Linked DNA regions of Gossypium hirsutum: region 2 is linked to region 1. The links are chromatin contacts, called in public Hi-C maps. All regions are on one chromosome and are shown on one strand. The core of a region is the stretch at or near the end of the contact, and the rest is flanking DNA. Distances in the headings are between cores, read along the strand shown. Region 1 holds the start of LOC107892076 (60S ribosomal protein L36-3). Region 2 holds the start of LOC107901469 (sec-independent protein translocase protein TATB, chloroplastic).

Region 1 (7,153 bases), core at 2,820-5,319:
TGAATCTGAAAGCAATGTGGCTATGCGTTCCGTTGAGGATTCAGTCGAAATTTGATTTTTATTTGTAAAAGTTATATTTTAGAATTTCCTTTTATAGATACCTCGACACTCGCGTGTATTGAGTTCAGTGCAATGTCAAATTATTACAAGAATGCATGCTCTATATGTCATAATTGCAAGGTAAAATCAACAATAAATTGACTCCCATAGGGTGTCAGATTTTTAAGTTGTAAAGTTTCACTCAAGAATTTAATACGAAGAAGTTAACAACCATGGGGAGTTAACAACCATGGGTCGACTTTCTCTCCTATAAATACTTCCATTAATTTTTCCTCTCTTTCCATCAAAAGTTTCTCAAACTCTCTCCAATAAACTTGTTATTTTCTTCTTCTTTTTTCGAGAAAAAATGGTCGCTTGAAAGTTTTAGGAAGAAAATGTAATAAATTATGTCTTTAATATGGTAAAATTTTTAATTCAATTTTTTTAAAAAATTTTAATCTTTTACAGAAATATTTTTTTTAAGATTTTGAGAAATTAAACATTTTTATGTGGGTTTTTTAGCGGTTGAAATATCAAGTTATTTGTGTTCAACATAATTTAAAATTTTCGGAGGATGATAGATGTATTGTAAATTGCTTGAAGAGTGATGGTTTACATGTGATATCTATGATAACAAAGTTTATTATGAAATTAGAATTGCTTCCCACCTTGTTGGAAAGATGGAGTCCGATAACGAATACATTCCATTTTTCATATTGAGAAATGACTAACATTAGAAGATGTCGCTTTAACAATCGGTTTTTCAATCAATGAAAATGTGATAATCGGAGCTAGTAACATTGATATTGAGTATAAATGTGATCGGTTATTAAGTGTCGTGTCATCTAAAAAGAAGAAAGAAATTGATGTGAATCAAATGAAATGTAGATAATTAGAAAGGCTTCTCAAATTAACTATTATACATTCAATTGTGGAAGAGATAGATCGATATGCTAGAGCTTAAATGCTTTGGATGGTAAGAGGAATATTGTTGCCAAAATCACTTCGGCAACAAGACACATACCATGTATCTTCTTTACTATAGTTCTTTGAAATGGTCGATTCATTTTGTTGGGGTTCAATGAGGCCACTTTGCAGGGCAAGAAGAACGAAAAAAAAAAACCAAATGGTTGTTGCTTTTACAAACATGAGCATGGATACGAATGTCGTGATTGGGCTCCATCCTTTCTAACCATGGAAGTTCAAGTATAATTGTATTAAGATTAATTCGATTGTAAATATTTATATTTTCTTATTGCATTGAATATTTGAACAAGTCAATTGGATCATACATTTATGAAAAAACTAAACTTGGATGAGATAAAAATCAATGGACTGGTTGAATAAATAAATTAAAAGAAAAATTGTAAGTTGAACCCGCCAACAATAAACAAGTTAATAAGATTTTGGCTCTCAAAACCAACTTCAGTCGCATACCTTAATTGTGTTACATAATCGTACACACATATTTTGAATGTATCATGTTTTCCATTTATAGTCTAATTTTTAATTTATTTTGATAAAATAATAAAAGCATAATTTGACCTTCAACTATAAAAAGAAAAATTTAACCCTTAAACTTAAATTATTTATACGTAAAAATTAACAGAGCTCATACACAGATTGCCAGGAGATGAATTTTATAAATTTTATATTTTTAATTTCTTTTAAAAAGTTTCAACTGACATATTCGAATCAATTGAGCTGTGACATATAGTTTGATTTTAAATCCATGGCCCCAGCCATGTTTTGCATTTCATTGAATTTTTACGAGTGCATAATAAACACATTTTAAACAAAAAAAACCTTGTAGTAATTCAAGTAAAGCAGCAAATTTGAGTGCATGGTTTTCAGTCTCAAACAAAGTGCTAAACAAAATCCCTAACAGCTACTAAATGAAACCTTCAAGCTTGTCCATAAATCAACAAAAATAAAAGCTTCACTTCTTCTTGTCTCCACCTCCAGGATGATGAGCCCTGCATGCAAATCATCAACATATTCGTAAGACGAAGACATAATTCAATGTCATCTGATATAATAACATATATATGAGTTACCTCATCTTGCGGAGAACACTCGACATCTCCTCACGCTTCTTCTTGGCTCTCTTGTGAGTTCCCAATTTTCTTTTAGCTACCTTGAGAGCTCGCTTGTCCTTACCAACCTTCAAAAGCTCCGTAATCCTCTTCTCATACGGTGCAAAACCAGCAACTTCCCTTATCAAGTTCCTCACAAAATGGACTCTTTTGCTAGTTTTCTGGGAAAAGAAATAAGATAAATCATGATTTCAACTTCCACTCTAAGATCCAATCCCTTCCAAAAGATTAAATACAAAGAATAACAAAAGATCTAATATGGCTATTCAAAGGTAGTGCTGCCCTTTTTTCATGCATTTTTTCCCTTCTCTCTTTTGGTAAAAGTACCATGAAAACTCTTATACTAGGAGTCAAGATTTCATTTTGCTCTCTCTACTCAAAAAGTAGTCAATTTAGTCTATTTACATTAGATCAAAGAGCAAACACAGGTCTTTTTGTTAAAATTTCATTCATTTCTACTATTAAAAATTAGTTCCTATACATCAAAATAAGGTACACATGAATCAATTTGCTCTTTGCTCTTTGATCTAAGGTATATAAACTAATTTGCTCATTTCATTTTTTGAATAAAGGGAGTAAAATGCAATTTGACTCCTAGAACAGGGACTTCATGGTATTTTTACCTTTTGGCAAAGGACTCTTACATATAATCGTTTACTATTGTTCTACAAAAAAAGAACTTAATTAGGCATAGGATGCACTTACTCCTTTTCTGTTAGATGGACGTGGAACCAATTCCTTCTTGGTTACAACATGGCCCTTGTTCAGTCCTACAAAAAGGCCTGTATTTGGCTGCTTGGTGGCCATGCCTGCTTAAGTAAACAAAAAAATCATGATAAATAGAATGAAAAGCACAACATTCGAGCGGCATTTCAATAAGCTATCAAATCTAGATTACCGTTCATTTAGATTTCAACTCATGCTTCAAACATTAGCAGATATATATAAATGATTCTTTAACTTAGGACTCAAAAACCTCTCAAATTTCACATAATTTATTAGCATGATTCAGCAGTAAAATATATATAAAACGGATTCATGATAATCCCAAATATCTCAAGACCAAGATTTACTGCAAATGAAATTAAAAAAGGGTTTAAAAACCTATAAAATTAATGAAGTTAGAAAAATTGAAATTAAAACGAAAACGATACATATAAAATCGAAAAGCCAATGTGATATAATCTTTAAAAGAAAACCCACGAATGAAGAAGGGCAGTTAATAAACACAGTTTGAATTCATTGCAATAGCCAAAAGCAGCTAAAGCTACTTAAATGTTTGAGCACGGCATTTCATTTCCCAAGCAATGAAAGAAGGGAAAATATTCAGAAGAAGAAAGAAGAAGAGAAGGAGGGTTTAGAGATAGCGCGATTTACCAGTCGAGACGGCGATCTATGGCGGACTAAAGGAGTGTTAGGGTTTTGCGTACGTTGTTCTTAAAGAGTATATATATAAGGGCGAATTGGCAAGTGAGTTCCCTCCTAGGGTTGGGTTGAAGGCATGATCCAACCCAAAATCACCATTTGCGGCCCAATTGCATGTCTATTTCAACCTAAACAAAATTTAAAAATTGACTATTACTCGTCAACGAAATGGTTGATGGTGTCGTGCCACGCGTCTTTCTTTTATAAAATTATATAAAAACAAAACAAGGCAAAGAGAAACAATGGGTTTAGAACTTAGAAGAGGAAAAATAAATTCATCAAACCCAGCTAATAGAAGAAGCCTTCACAAAAATCACATCTCCACAAGTCAAAATAGATAACCAAACAACCACACGAAGCGTATTTTACCAAAAATAAAAAACATTTCAGTTTCTTCCGGTGTTATGTGATTTAAGTAGAGGAGAGAAAAGGTAAGAGTTTGGTGGTGCAGTGCGGCACCTTGACTTGCTTGCTCAATTATTGTTGGGGAGGAGGGGAAGGGGGGGAGAGAGTAATTTTTTTTATTTGCATTTAATAAAAAGTAAAATATTTAAACTTTTCTCTCTTTTTTTAATAAAATATTTTCAGTTTTTTTTCATAATTTGCACCGTAAAACAAAAGAGCCATATGGCATTGCGTGATTGATGCATTTTTTTTAACATTAGTTTATAATTGGGCTAAAGATTTTAACGTTTGAATACTTTACATACTTAATTGGAATAAAAAAAAGTTTAAGTATCAAAATAGAAAAATATATATTATACTTTAAAAAACAAATAGTGAATTAAACCTTTCAAATAAAGAAATAAATATGAAATGTTATATAATATAAATAAATATATTAAATTTTGAATAAATGAATGATTAACATATAAAAAATTATGAATAAGGTAAACTATATCATTAGTCATTAAATTATGAGTAAATTTTCGTTTTGATCTGTTAACTAAAAGAGTTGGAGTTTAGTCATTGAATTATTCGAAAAATTTTATTTAAGTCGCTAAATTATTCAAAGTTTTTATTTAAGTTACTATGTTGTTAAGGTTTTTTTTTAAAAGTTCTCTCAACAAGTTCCAAGCAATGATTCGACGATTAATATCGTGGACCAATACCCATCGACGATTAGAAGAATATACCTTAGATTCAAGTCGATTTGACGGTCCGTGTCGTAGATTGAAGAACAAATCTGATTAATTTTGGTAAGCAAATTCTTGGCATCCAAAATTGTTTCATGAAAAGAAATTCCAAAAGAGAAGGGGAAAGAAAGTTGTTTAATTGGTGCAACCAATACAAATAGAGAAAATCATATAGCATCAATTTTAATAGCTCAAAGACTTAAATGAAAACTTTTGAATAATTCAATGATCAAATTGTAACTTTTTTCTAGTAAGTGACCAAAACGAAAACTTATCCATACATTTATCATACATTGAACACCAAAAAGAAAAACATTAATACGTACGAATATGTCATAACCTACTTTTTTTTTAAATACAATTTATGCAAAAATATGTTACTAATTGATATAAGATTCATATTTATAATTCTTTTCTTTAAATTGAATCATAATAACAATTATAGAAAATGTTAACAGAGTTGTTAGTGCTAGTTACACATCCATGATCACTACTAAAAAAATAGTTATGAAAAACAAAGCATAGTAAAAAACATCGGTAAAACAAGTGTCGAAAACTGTAGAGGCATTTTTGCTTTAAGATGGCACAAAAGAACTGGACATATAGAGGCAGTTGTAACACCCCTTACCCGATACCGTTGCCGGAGTCGAGCACGAGGCGTTATCTGATTTAACTTATCAGTTCAAACCATAAATTTACTTTTAAAATTTATTTCACTGTTCACCATAATGTTGTGCACCTGCGCAGCAGTCACTAATTTAATTATAACTCGAGTTAAAAAACTCAAAATTTAGATCTGTAAATTTTTCCTAAAACTAGACTCATATATCATCTTACCATAAAATTTTTAGAATTTTTGGATTAGACAATTAGTACATTTTATTCATTAAAGTCTCCCCTATTTTACTGCCTGATGGTTCTGACCTTTATTTACTAAAAATCAATTTTCTCATCTTATGATTTTCATATGGTGTTCTCACTTGTTTCTACAGAAAATAGACTCACTAAGGAATCTAGAAATATAAATTATAACTCATAATTATTTTTTTACAATTTTTAATGATTTTCTAAAGTTAAAACAGGGGACTCCAAAAACCATTCTGACCCTCTCTAACCAAAATTCAAATATCTCAGAATATAAAATTCTTTTACCCATACCATTATTTTTCTACGAAAATAGACTCGATAAGCTTTAATTCTATATATCATTCACTCTATAATTTATTTTATACTATCCTTGGTGATTTTTCAAAGTCACGTCACTACTGCTGTCCCAAAATTGTTTCATTGCAAATTTTTACTCTTTCATATTTTCTAGGTATAAACTATCACCTAGGCATTCATAACACCACACATGTTCTTAATTAGCCATTTCAATAGCTAACCATTAGCCATATCATATAAACACATTCAAAATGACTAAGTCTCTATACATGCTATAGCTTTACACGTTTCGAAATTACATAATACCGAGATGTCTGTAGATAGTGTGAGACGAACTCCGACGTCCTTGTGATCCTCGAACTGACTTGGCGATACTATAAAAATAAGGAAAATAAAGAAAGTAAGCATAAAGTTTAGTAAGTTTACAAGTAAATAAATAACAACATTTATCATAAATAATCATACTCATAAATTTCATCAAACATTAGAATCTTTACTCGCTTCTTTACTTACTCACTTTTTTACTTACATGCTTACTAAATAACTCATGATTATAACTTACTCCTCCCTTGCTAAAATTTCTTTCTCAACTGATAACTAAGATATTCTCAATCATTATAACTCACCTGAATTTATTATTATGCTTTTATCTGAACTTTCATGTAACATGGTCTATTTACTAGCCCGTTGAATCACTTGGAATACTAAGGATACTCGGGTCTCTTGTCTGATAATACATGCCAAAGCTATGTCCCAAACATAGTCTTACATGGGATGTTTTCTGTATTACCAATGCCATATCCCAGATATGGTCTTACATGAGAGTTCTCATATCAGTGCCCATGCCATGTCCCAGACATGGTCTTACAGGGGACCTCTCATCTCGGTGCCAACGCCATGTCCCAAACATGGTCTTACATGGGACCTCTCATCTCGGTGCCAACGCCATGTCCCAGACATGGTCTTACATGGGACCTCTCATCTCGGTACCAATGCCATGTCCCAAACATGGTCTTACATGGGACCTCTCATAATATCAATGATGCCAATGTCATGTCCTAGACATGGTCTTACATGGGATCTCATTCCCTTAATGTCATGACATTTATATCTGATACATTCCCAATGTTTCAACGGGGCTTTTATCACTGATTCTCTGTCACCTCATACTTAAGTCAACATTAGATATTTTCATGAAATAAATACATAATTGTTGATAAATAACAACACTAATAATAATTATCAAAATATTACATTTATTTACTGTAAACTTACCTCGGTACAAAATATGAT
Region 2 (7,008 bases), core at 1,310-3,809, 850 kb before region 1:
GGGACTGTTCCTATTCAGTGTATTTTGTGTTGAACTCGGCATTTCATCAAGACCAATCTCCCTTTCAAGGGTGCTCTTGAATTCCCTCGAAACTTCCTTCACAGAAGATATAAAGGCGAAGAGTTCAGAAGGGCAGAGTTATTACATGGTAAAGATATGAGTAAAACCAAAGGGTTCAGACCCTACCTGAAGTTCTCTAATGGTGGGTTGAAACGCACGCAATGTTTTCCCTAGATTCCTAGCAACCTGCACTTTAATATGCCATTTGAGAGGCTGAGAGGATTTAACTTAAACAGAATATGATCCTAACTATAAAGGTTCTGTTTGATCATTTGATCAACATATTTAAAACTTGGTTTTCGCTTCCTCAAAAATTTCTACAGAATAATATATGAATGGTAAAAAGCATAATTGTATTCAACTAAAAAACGAATATGCAGATCAAATGTGACAAAATTTAAACATAATTATCTTACATAAAAGGACAGTGACATATTTTGTACGCAAAAGACTTTTCTATAATTTTTAATTATTTAAAATAAGTAGCAAAAGTAACAATATAATGCAGCCTCAACATTTAGCGACCACATTTGCTAAACTGGGAGAATAGTCATTTATGGAAGGCATCAAAATGTCTGCCATGCACTTGTAAATAAATTCTTGATACAATGCAGCTACTTCGTAAAGAATCAAAGCATCCAAGCACTTATATGTTTTATTTTAATGCCTTTATGGTACATCAGACATCATGGATACAGCATATTTAATAATTGATTATCAGTCCTTATCACAATACCTAAGGAAATATTCATCCCTTCGATTTGAATAACTTGAAGCCTAATTAATAAAATGTGATATATAGCAAAATTAATGTCTTTTAACTCTCCAGTCCTCACAAGTTAGATTCTTCTTGACATATTCAACCATTTAGTAAAATGTCAAGAGGGATCTGAGGTAAAAGACACAACACTTATTCTTAAAGATCTGGATCACTAAATACATCAAGGCATCATTAGAATGAGCCCTGAAAGGATAGGGGAACTTAAGAGTTTAAAATAGGGTAATACAATGGAATGAATTGGACTTAAATGACAACAATGTTTTTGCATCAAGGGAAAAAAATCATTATCTTGTCAAACAACACTACATTAATGCCTCGCTTGGTTACTAGTCTTATATATGAGGAAAATGCTTATTTATTACAGATGTAGTACAATAGTTAGATATAAACTAAAGAATAGTTAGTACAATTTTAAATTTGAAACTAGAAAGATGAGTAAAAACTGATAAAAAATAAGACTTCTTCAAAATAAGCGAAAAATTTTCCTTCTCTTTACTAAAATTAAGTCATGGGAATGGCTTTCAATAAAAAGGATTCTTTCTATCATCTAAGATTATAATTTAAACGAACATTTGAATTCTAATATAAGACAAGAAACCATATCAATTTCAGTTTCAAGCAAAGCTAAGTATTGTCTATAAAATCCAACACTAAACCAGCAATAATTTTCAGTTTCAACAATTTATCATACCAACTTCCCAGGCACTCCTTAGAAAATTCTACCAATTTTTTTGCTTCTTGTTGATTAATTCATATTTGAAGCGTTGAATAGAGATTAATATTTTAAAATAGTTGCCACAAAGCCTACGTTTCCAAAGCTTAGGACCTATCTAAATCCAATACCCGCATGAAATTAGAAACTTGAACTGTACAAATACATACATTACAAACATATGATAGACACAAACAGCCTGGAAAATCATCAAATGTTACAAACCATAAAAGGAGCAAGTGACAGGTTGGTGCTTATAATTGAAACAACATGCAAATGAGAATGACTTGTCCCTTAGTATATAAAGGCAGAACATACCTCAGCCAGACCCTTGGGACCAAACACCAACAAAGCAACTACCCCAATAACCAGAGCCTCAGGAGCTCCAACGCCAAACAAAGATGCATGAACCACCTTTCCTTTACATCTTCCTTTTTTTTCTGAAATTCAATAATCAAAATAAATGAACTGCATAGAGTAAAAAGACATCTTAAAAAGAGGAAACCCAGACCAAAAAAAAAAAAAAACCTAATTTAAGAGATTTTGGTGACATTGAAATGCCCAGATGCTTTAGACCACTCCATTGAGAAAAAAAAGATGGACCCAACTGAGGAAACCACGTGGTGAAACGGAAAGGAAAGGATTTGCGATGTGAAACTAAAGGAGAGAAGGAGAAAGTAGTGGACTTGGAGCTAACGGAAGGTGTGAATAAGAATGCGGAAGTTGAGACGGCCATAATTGTGGTCATTTGAAGAGATAGATAATTTTAGTGAGTTTAAGGAGAGCTTAGATTTTTCCGAGCATAGACATGGAATTGGGAGGGGACAAGGTTATCTTGAAATGGGAAGATGTCTAAAAATGCAATATGTGGAAAATGATGGTCGAGGAGATTACGATACCAACAATTACAGAGAAGGTTTCTTTTGGAGCTCACTTGATCCGGATTCTGGAGATCTTATTGTAGGCTGAAACGGCCATTTCAATGTGGGTCGACACCTGACTATCATGATCAGCCATCACCAAGTTCTGGGCTTGATTTAGGTAGTCAAATGCTGGCACATCATGTTTAAGATAGCCCAATTTTTTAGGGCTTCTCCACGATGTTTGATAAAAATGAGTTACGTTCAGTTTTCTTTCTTCAATAACCTTTACCCTGGATTAATTGGTAATATTTTCAATTCGATTCTTATACTTTCTTTTTCTTTTTCATATTAATCTTAGGAATAATATTTAATACACCGTGGTCCACAAGTTTTATTTATCGATATCATCGATAAATAATATTATTATACCTCATTATTAAATAAAATAAAAAAGAGTGGATGACTTATATAGTGATTTTTTAAAAAAAATTATTAAATAAATATAACTATATAAAAAATTAAAAAATTTATTGAAATTTTATATAATTTTTTTACTAAAGATACATGTCCAAAATGAACTTGAATAATTGGGGCCAAAATTTATCTAAATTTGGAAATTCATTCTAAACTTATTTTAACAACTACACGTGTATTTTAAAGTAAATCTAAAAGGGTTTTCAGTTTTGAGATTTTTGAATTTTGATGAGATGAACCTAGACTTGCGTTTGTCCAGGTTCGTTCTGGACATGCATTTTTTGATTTTTTTTTTACCTTTTTTAATATGAGTATACGATAATATATAATATAAATGATGAATTATATAGAATCATGGATTATAGGACTAGAGGATAATATGTTCTGTCTTGATTTACTTACTTGTATGGAGCAAGGATTAAAGTTTTGATTAGACATCTATTTTGGTAAGAGTTCAAATTATATCATGTCATCTATCACCATAATATTATATAATAAAAAAAGGGTGGCTTAAATTTTTTTTAAAATTATTTATTGAATGAAATAATAAACTTCACATAGGATCCAGAATCAGAATATATTTTCAATTCTCTGAAGATTCTAAACTACATAGTAATGGAGATCGGATGATACTAAGTATGATAGTTGAATATGGATATATATTTTGTATGAGTATATTTAATTTATGTGTTGAATACAAATATTTTAAAAAGGATAGAGAGGTACGTGTCTTTGCAACATATAATACCAAAACAAGGCCAAAGTATTTGTTGAACAGGTAAGAGATAAAAAGAGCATATTTTCATTCATTTATTACATTAAAAAAAGCAGCAAATGCAGATGATTGCAACCAAAAATTAAAATAATACTTCAGCTTCAGCTCCATCTTAGTTGCCGCAAAAAACACAAAGTAACAAACCTGTCCGAGTAACATCTGTAGATACAAGCCAATTCCAAATGACAGAACTTCCATTCCTAGACTAGATGCCTGAAATTCAAAGATTTTTAGTTGCCAGTGGATTCGAACCTCTAGAATAGCAAATCTGAGTAGAATTCTTTTACATGTAATAGTGTTGTCTGTGAGTGACATCTATGGTGGAAGCCCTACTCCCTACTGCTCTTCATTCTTTAACTTTGTGCTGGAGCTTTTGTTTGTTTTGAATCATTATTGACACTGTAGCTGTCAGGATTTGTTTTTGTAAGACTTTATTATCGAAATGCAAGACCTCAAAGCGAGGAAAGCTCTCTCCGACTATTTTTTTTGTTCACAAAATTTGAATAGACTTTACTTGGGACTTAACCTTGTTAGAGAAAAGTTATATTCATGAGACCTTCGGGTTAAAGGTTACCCAAATTCTTAGCTTGAGTTAGTGGCAACTTTATAGTGAATGAGAGCAGACCTGTGGTGTTTCAAATCTGGGGTACACTTTAACCATCTCAAATTTGGAGTCATTGCCATTGGGTTGAATTTGATGCAACATCTATAGGCAATAATACAATTAATCACAGTGGCATTCCAGGTTATGATTGTTGTTTTTATTGAAGCATATGAAAGAACATATATGCTGCATTTTCTGCTTACATAGTTCTTCCTTCCAGCTCTGAATTGTATGGACTTGAGCCTGCCCTGATGGCCTTGCCTGATCTGCCCACAATGGGACAAAGGAAGTGACCCCATCTGGTTCAAAAGTTCAAAATGCCATCGATCCTTTACCAGAAATTTGAGAAAGCTGACCAGAGGTATAAAGAGGGTAAAGACAAGATTTGTGGGACTTGGCCTCTTTCTTGGTTTGCGCATGGACTAATTCATCCAGTCAAAGTTTGACGTCTCTGCCGTCTTTGCATGACTTTTACAGGTCGCATAAGTGATATGACTATTTATTCGTCCTCTCTTTTATAGAGAATGAATAGTATTTGATAGCAATAATTATTAGAATAGTAATTATATATTTTATAATTATAAAAATTATAATTTTTTATATTGTTTGACTTATAGAATGTAATTATATTGTAATTTTGCATATTATATTTAGTAGTATAAATTATAATTACATAATTACATAGTTTATATTTTAAAAAAATATTAATTACTATACAAAATATTAGTATGATGAAAATAATTTCTAAACAAGTTACAAAAATTAAAATCGAACCATCGTATACATTATGTTAGTCTGACGAAGTATATGATAATTCTATTACTAATAAAAATAGCGAGAAAAATAAATATCATATGCAATTTTATTTAATTTTTCTAGTGCATATTTGTTTGGTTATTCCATGGTTAATATTTAACATGTGCTTCTTATCATCATTTGTTAGTCATTGACCAAGTTCATCATCATTTGAATCTGAAAATGTATCATTAAGATTATCAATATTTCCCTCTTTCATATACCCTTCAAAGTATATGGATCATCTCAATTTCACCTATGTTTGAAATTATAAAATATGTAACATGCTAGTATGATCCGCCATTTTTTTTATGTTATACTAAGGTGATGTTGATATGAGAAATATTTTTTTACAACAGCAAATGCTTTCTAAATCACATTTCGAAGCCTTAGATATGTCAAATTAAAGAGTTTGTGAGTTGTCGTTCTCTATGGTGCTTGTGTTTAGTACTATTCTCTCAAATGGTAACATACTCCACGATAAGGTGTAAGAAAATATTTTCTAATTTCATAATTAACATTGACCTTATAATATTTAGGTTCATAGTTCAAATAGTATACAATTTATTTATAAAAACTTATATAAACTTAATTGAGAGAAAGACTTATGTTAGGTTATATCCTTTTTTATAATACGTAAATTAGGTCAAAATAATATAAATTTTGTAATATTTAACATTTATAAAAAAATTATAAATTATTCGAAACTTTCATAACACTTCTTTTAAATAATATAATTTTTTACCATTACTTTTAAAAATTATTTTATAAATAAGTTATGATAATAAAAAAGTTATAACATTTTTTATGAATAAATATATTATTTTTATAATATACAGGACGTGCACATTAATAAATTTTATCCAGATTCATAAATTTTGTAAATAAATATATTATAAAACTTTTATAACATTTAAATTAATTTTTATAATAAACTTTTGGCTATAACTATAGAATTTTTTTAGAATTATTGAAATAATATATCTTTTTGTTATAATTTTGTAAAAGACATTTTTTTTTATAATATAATTTTTTAGATTTTATAATATCAGAAATTTTTTACTATATCCATTTCAAACACTCATACATGTTATGCTTATAATATAATTTTATAACTTGTATAAAAATAATTTTTTAAAATTAAATTTGGGTATAATTACTCCAAATCTCAACCCCTAAGAATTGAAATGTATAATTGGGGTGCTCCAATTACACCAAATTTGATGCAACCCACCAACTATAATGATTACCCAAACATGTCACCATTGTGTAATTACAAGCAATTACACCAAAATCCAATTACTAGGTGGCTTTCTAAATATTACCTAAATAATAAGTATTACCTAATTTAGTTGGTTGAATTAAATAGATTTGTATTTGATTGGCTAGAATGATTTTAAATTAATTATAGTTCATAAAAATTATAAAAATAAATTAATAAAAATATTTTTAATAAAAATTGATTTTCTAAGAATTTTAATATTATAATTTAAAAATATTCATTGATATATATTATATATTTTTGTGATAATGTCACATTTAATACATGTACTTTCATAATATGTCCAATGAGGTATCATACTTTGAAAATGTCTAATATGGTACTTGAACTATCAATATGTGTTTTGTGATGGTACCTGTACTTTTATAAAATGCTAATGTGGTACATGTACTTTGAAAATATCTAATGTAGTACTTGAACTATCAATATGTTTTTTTATTATGGTACTTGGTGTTAACACCATTAGCAAATCGCTAAACCAACCAATGAAAATTTGACATGTAACTTTTTTCTTCAAATCATCAACTTCACATGGATATTTGTAATGCCTCTAAAACCACTACGATATATAAATGGTATTAATCCAAGAACATGCATAGTAAATTTCCCTGTGAAATGAAACATGATACATTAGTGTTAACAGAGATGATTGTTGGATACCA

The links. Hi-C and Micro-C count contacts between places; a contact is called where the count stands out from the background.
Region 2: a Hi-C map of leaf shows a contact between it and region 1, with 3 times the contacts expected there. The contact joins the promoter of LOC107901469 here to the promoter of LOC107892076 in region 1. A contact is called at or near these places in 4 of 34 Hi-C or Micro-C datasets (callus and leaf).

Annotation. Positions count from the first base shown.
Region 1 is chrD09:17,713,879-17,721,031 of Gossypium_hirsutum_v2.1, reverse strand. LOC107892076 (60S ribosomal protein L36-3) reads right to left here and starts at 4,069. Exons shown (of 5, transcript XM_041101765.1): 1 at 3,930-4,069; 2 at 3,513-3,688; 3 at 2,841-2,944; 4 at 2,097-2,296; 5 at 1,757-2,015. The coding sequence starts at 2,942. The coding sequence ends at 1,979.
Region 2 is chrD09:18,560,054-18,567,061 of Gossypium_hirsutum_v2.1, reverse strand. LOC107901469 (sec-independent protein translocase protein TATB, chloroplastic) reads right to left here and starts at 2,559. Exons shown (of 6, transcript XM_016827493.2): 1 at 2,082-2,559; 2 at 1,872-1,993; 3 at 187-246; 4 at 1-96. The coding sequence starts at 2,301.